Regions from separate parts of the Mus musculus genome. Here region 2 is linked to region 1. The links are chromatin contacts, called in public Hi-C maps. All regions are on one chromosome and are shown on one strand. The core of a region is the stretch at or near the end of the contact, and the rest is flanking DNA. Distances in the headings are between cores, read along the strand shown.

The links. Hi-C and Micro-C count contacts between places; a contact is called where the count stands out from the background.
Region 2: a Hi-C map of Sertoli cells shows a contact between it and region 1, with 7 times the contacts expected there. The contact joins the promoter of Rnf181 here to the enhancer-like site in region 1. A contact is called at or near these places in 4 of 39 promoter capture datasets (the 3T3-L1 cell line, the C10 cell line, cranial neural crest and 1 more), 1 of 484 Hi-C or Micro-C datasets (Sertoli cells) and 3 of 9 other capture datasets (adipose tissue, liver and pancreatic islet).

Annotation. Positions count from the first base shown.
Region 1 is chr6:71,932,678-71,935,377 of GRCm38.p6, reverse strand. All of the region lies in intron 12 of Polr1a (polymerase (RNA) I polypeptide A), which reads right to left. Among named protein-coding and RNA genes, the nearest start is that of Polr1a, 25 kb to the right of the region's middle. Within about 2 kb of position 1,272, at least 131 of the 459 cell types and tissues checked have an H3K27ac peak or open chromatin away from gene starts, as enhancers often do. A contact at or near this core is called in Sertoli cells, adipose tissue and liver, where this site is marked.
Region 2 is chr6:72,361,065-72,363,764 of GRCm38.p6, reverse strand. Rnf181 (ring finger protein 181) reads left to right here and starts at 1,333. Exons shown (of 5, transcript NM_025607.4): 1 at 1,333-1,524; 2 at 2,226-2,353; 3 at 2,539-2,648. The coding sequence starts at 1,400.

The sequences.
Region 1 (2,700 bases), core at 23-2,522:
GCGTGTGGGTACTCACTGCTAGGCCTCTGGGGTGTGGACTTAAAAGAAAAGGCGTTGAGGCACTGAGTAACACATCTTAACCGCCCCAGATCTTAGTATTGTTCATATTAAAACACATATTACTTCTGCATAAACATTTTAGTAAATACTGTCTTGTTGTGTTGTCAAAGTTGGTCTCAAACTTATGATCCTCCTGCCTCTGCCAGCCAGAGATGACTCGGTGGGTAAAGGCACTTTCTACCAAGCCTGACACCTGACTTTGATCGCTGGGACCCACGTGACAGAAGGAGAGAACACATGATGGAAGGAGGAGACAAGTGTCTCTGAATTCCACACACATGCCTTGGCATGTGGATCCCTGACTTCTTCCCAAATAAAGAAATGCAGTAAGAAAGCAAAATAAAACAAAACAAAAAACTGCATAAGTCGTATGCTCATTGATGGGCGAAAACCAGAAGATACAAATTTTAAAGAATAAAAAGAGCACAAGAAATTTTCCCTTTTACAAGAAATTTTCCCTTTTAAGACAAACACTGATCCCACTTTGCCCTTTTAAACCCAGCCTGTCGGCTCCTTTGACAGAACAGCTTTTCCTCAAAGCTGACGTTACACACCACAAGGACATATTAAAAAAAACAAAAAAACCCAAAAAAACCCAAAAACAACAAAAACTGCATAAAGGTAAGGGGCCCAGAGGATATGGACCCAGAGGTAATCACCTCTCTTTCTAGTCCCATCTGTGTCACAGAGTTAAGAAGCAGGAGGAAACAGGTCTTGAAGCCTTCTGTGGCCCACCTGTGAGGGCACACTGGGAAGCTGACCAGGGTAAGCCTGTCAGCTGGGCTGTGAAGACATGCCCCCCTCCCCCCACAGTCCTTGTCAGTTCTCCTCAAAGTTCCCTTGGCTGGAGCAGGGTAGCAGCCCTAAGATAAGCAGTCTGTATTTTGGCTGCCTGAGGAATTCCAACCTTCCTGCCCCCACAGGCGAGTCCTGCATGTTTCCAAGGAGACCTGAACTCTGAGGAGTCCTCTGAGCAGCTGCCCAGGGCACTGGCTGCTCTGTGCGTCACACAGCCTGAGGTTTTCTTTCCTCAGTGTCTCAAGGGAAAAGTTGCCCAGATCTGTGGCTCAGTCCCAAGAGCCCAGGTTGGGCCTAGAATCTGAGACTAGTGAATCCATTGTAAGCAAATTCACTGCAGCTGGGAAGAGATGTAGGCCAGTCTGCCAGGCACTTGCCAATCCAAACAGAAATCTCCCCTTGCCAACCCAAACCCAAGGCCTTTCCTTTCTCTTGTCACTAAATAAATACTGTGGTGAAAATTAGTGTGCCCCAGTGCCCGGGTTAAGAGTTTGCAGGGGCAGGCGTGGGGCCAGAGGCTGCTCAGGCAGCCAGGCAGAGAAACAAGCCTAGGTTATCCTGAACACTTCCTTCTTGTTGAGCCTCAGGGGAAAGGGCAGTGGTTACCCCCATCACAGAGAAACTACAATAACCTTTCTGCCAACCCTTCCCCCCGACCTAACCTGTAAGTTCATCTTTAGTTTCCTTCCCGTTCACCTCTCCCAGCCCTTAGAAGTGCATGCATGCCTATGTCAAAGCGTCCTCTATGTACATAACATTATTGACAATGTGACATTCTGAGTCCTAGGACCTGATGGAAGGACCCCTTGTGTTTTCTGTCTTTGCACAGGAATGGGGAACTCAAACAGAGAGATGGGTGCATACATAGGGATGCACCATGTGGTGAGAGCAAGAAGCAAGGGTAGGATGAGGGAGGGTACACTACGTGTGCTGGGGAACACACGCTTTTCAGGAGTAGTAAAATACGGTCTGCAGCCTGGCTACCTGGTTTTGTAAATATTTTTGGATGCACATCCATTTGTCTACACTGGCTTTCACACTATATAGTAAGAGCTCAAGACCAATTAAGGCTGAAATAGTTACTCTGACCCTAGGGAAAGAGGGCTGGCCTGAGACTTGAAGGAGCAGCAGGATTCAGCTCCAGCGTCACAAGGAAGGCAGAGAAACAACATCTGCAAACCCCAAGAGGAGATGGAGCCAGCTGACCAGCTGCGGTGAGAGGTGATCGGTGGCCTTCTGAACTTGCTGAGGATTCGGGCCCAAGTTGGAAGATGAAGAACTGAGCCCCGAGCACTCACCCTCACCGCTCCTGAAGAACTCTCACTGGCTTCACGAGAAGTGCCTAGCACACTGCGGCTGGGCGCGCTCCCTCAGTGGAGCTCCTGTCCCACCACCCTTTGCCTGTCCCCACCTGAGTCCACAGCAGTCATCAGGCCATGTGAGGAAGCATCCCGATACACCTCTGACTTATCTTTATACTCCAAGAGCAGCAGGCCATTTCTGATTTACTCTTCAATTTACTCTTACCTGCTTACTGCCTATTTCCTCAGTGTAAAGGCTCTGAAATCTGCCTCCTTCTCAGGACTAAAGAACTCCATTAACTACAGACAAGAAACAAGTGTAGACACAAAACCTGCAAGGGATCCCCTCACCCCAAATTCCCAACTGCTCCCACACTGTGTACGCTGAGAGGACTTCATCTTCTCTTATTGTACTCTTTATTTGATTAATATTCTCATAGCTTGTTCTTAATCCTATGACCTCTCCCTCCATCTACACCTCACACCTGTAGTTTTTACAGGAGATGGGCGCTAAAACCTGTGTCTTCCCTTGACACCCCTC
Region 2 (2,700 bases), core at 84-2,583, 430 kb before region 1:
TGAGGGTCCTTCTTCCCAGATGATCTTAGCTTATGTCAAGTTGACAAAAAGATAACAAACATACAGGGCTTAAGACAATACTGTTTGTTTGTTTGTTTGTTTGTTAGAGGCAGTGTTTCCCTAAAAGCCCAGTGGCCTCTTAAATTCTGAGACGATGGGTGTATGCCACCTTGAGAGCTCTAAGCACTTGTTACCTTCCTTGGGTTTATTATCATCTTCCTCTTCTGAGAAAGATGGGGGGATAGCACTTTGCCCTGCTAGGTGGGTCAGCAGCACTCACTTTGGGCAAGCTACTTCTGAGACCCAGGTCAGTGGTAGAGCAGATGCTCAGCATGAACTCTAAGGCCCCTCTGAGGTGCCGCACTACAGTACTAGACAATTACAATCAGGTATTTATGGAATGCTCTTTTCCTGAATATGCCTCTCCTTTGAATTTTTTTAAAGACAGGATTTTACTATGTAGCCCACGCTGGTCTTAAGTTTGCAATCCTCTGGCGGTCACTCCCCCCCTTTTCAAAAATTTCAAAAAAATTTATTTTATAACTATGTGTGCTTTGTCAGGTGAATGTAGGTACCGGGGAGGAGGAGCAAAGAGGCATTACCTGGAGCTGGAATTACAGTAAACTGCCCAAGTTGAACTCCTAATCATGCATGGTTTTGTCTATTTTCCTTCTTTTATTGTTTATATTTATTTGTTTTAATTTTTATTTTTATTGATTGAGACAAGGTCTCAACTTTTTAGCCTTGGCTGGCCTCCCACTCACAGAAAAACACCTGGCTCTGCCTCCTGAGTGCCAGACTTAAAGACATGCACCATCGATTGCTTTATTTATTTATAATACGAGTGGGTGTCTTGCTGCATGTCTGTCTGTCTGTCACTTATTTGCCTGGTGCCCGCAGAGCATCAGACCCTCTGGAAATAGTGTTGTGCGCCATCCAGTGGGTGCTGGGACTAAAACTTGGGTGCGCTGAGCCATCTCTCCAGGCCCTTCACCCATTTTTATGCATAAAACATAATCAATGCGTGGGAATTTTCCTTTCAGGGAGTAGGTGGAACATGCAGGTAAACTCAGCCAAGGAGACACAGTAGAGATACTTCCGGCTTGGACTGGCACTTCTAGAAACCGGCGAGAGCCCTCAGATCCTGGCTCCGAAAAGTCCCCGGAATTTCCTCTTTCTCCAACCCCATTGGCTTTAGTCTTTGGTCACCTGACTTATCCAACCAACGAGAGGCGGCTGCATCGGTACTTCCGCCTCTGTGTGCGAGTCACTATGCCCACCCCAGGAGCACTCTGATTGGCTCTCCTCTTGAAATTCGATCGCTTATTGGCCAGCGCTGGATTCGGCTCTCCAGCGGCAACCTAAAGCTGTGTCAGACAAGCCCGGCAGCCCAGGAGCCATGGCGTCTTATTTTGATGAGCACGACTGCGAGCCGTTGAACCCTGAGCGTGAGGCCCGCAACAATATGTTGCTGGAACTCGCGAGAAGAGTGCGCGGGGCTTGGAGCTGGGCCCCGGGCGGCAGGTTTCTGGGTTGGGGTTTGGCGGAGAGGGCGGGTTAACCTGGGAGGTGGGGTAAATAATGTTAGTCAGGGCGACGCGATTAGTCGAGTCGGAGTCGTTAATTTGGGCTATTAATGAGTAGGGCCCGCCAGGGGATCGTGGGAAAGACGAAGATAGAAAGGGTGGGTGTAGCAAAGGGAGGCACGGGACAAGATTGTCATGGGGGCGGACACGGCCTGTGCCCAAGTGTGTAAACTGGGTAGTGTTTTGCTAGTAATAAGCAAGGAGAGAAACTCACTGCTGTCCTGGAATCAACTTTGGCTTATTCCTGAACGACTTCTTTGAGACTGCTATTTCTAGTAAAATGGGAAAGTTGCCTGGAGTGATAGTGCACACCTTTAATCCAACTACTTGGGAGGTAGAAAGAAAAAGGGAAAAGCGAGCCGGGGTTGATTGAGAGCTGTGCTGGTGGGTTTGTTTCGTGTGTGTGTGTTTTGCTTAGAGACAATCTCACTATGTATCCCTGACTGGCCTCGAACTCACAGCCTCCCAAGTGTTGTGACTAAATGCATGGGCCACCACCTCTGGCTCCCACCCTACTGAGGAGCTCTTGTGCACTATTCGTTATTATTACTATTTTAGCCAGGACAGGTATTTCCCAGTGGATTATGGGGGCCGGAACTAGATGATTTCCTTAGTTCTGATTTATACTTTCTCCCTCAGATCACTCTTTAATAGGATGGACTTTGAGGACCTGGGATTGGTAGATTGGGAACACCACCTTCCCCCACCAGCTGCCAAGGCTGTGGTGGAGAGCCTCCCTAGAACAGTCATCAGTAGCGCCAAGGCTGGTGAGGACACAAGGCCTTTTTTGTTTTTTTTTTCTGTTTAGGGCAGATAAGCCAGACCTGCCTGCCTGCCGACTCCCCCTAGCCACCAACAATCTGGCCTGTTAGTGTTCTAGGCCAAGCCTGTGTCTGAGTGGGAGGTTGGGTTGGGCCTTAACTGCTCTCCTGATCGACACTTCCTCTTCAAGATCTCAAGTGCCCCGTGTGCCTTTTGGAATTTGAGGCGGAGGAGACTGTGATTGAGATGCCCTGCCATCATCTCTTCCATTCCAACTGCATTCTGCCCTGGCTAAGTAAGGTACTCGGTCCATCCCTTCCCGGCCCCAACACCAGTTCCCGCCAGTTCCTAA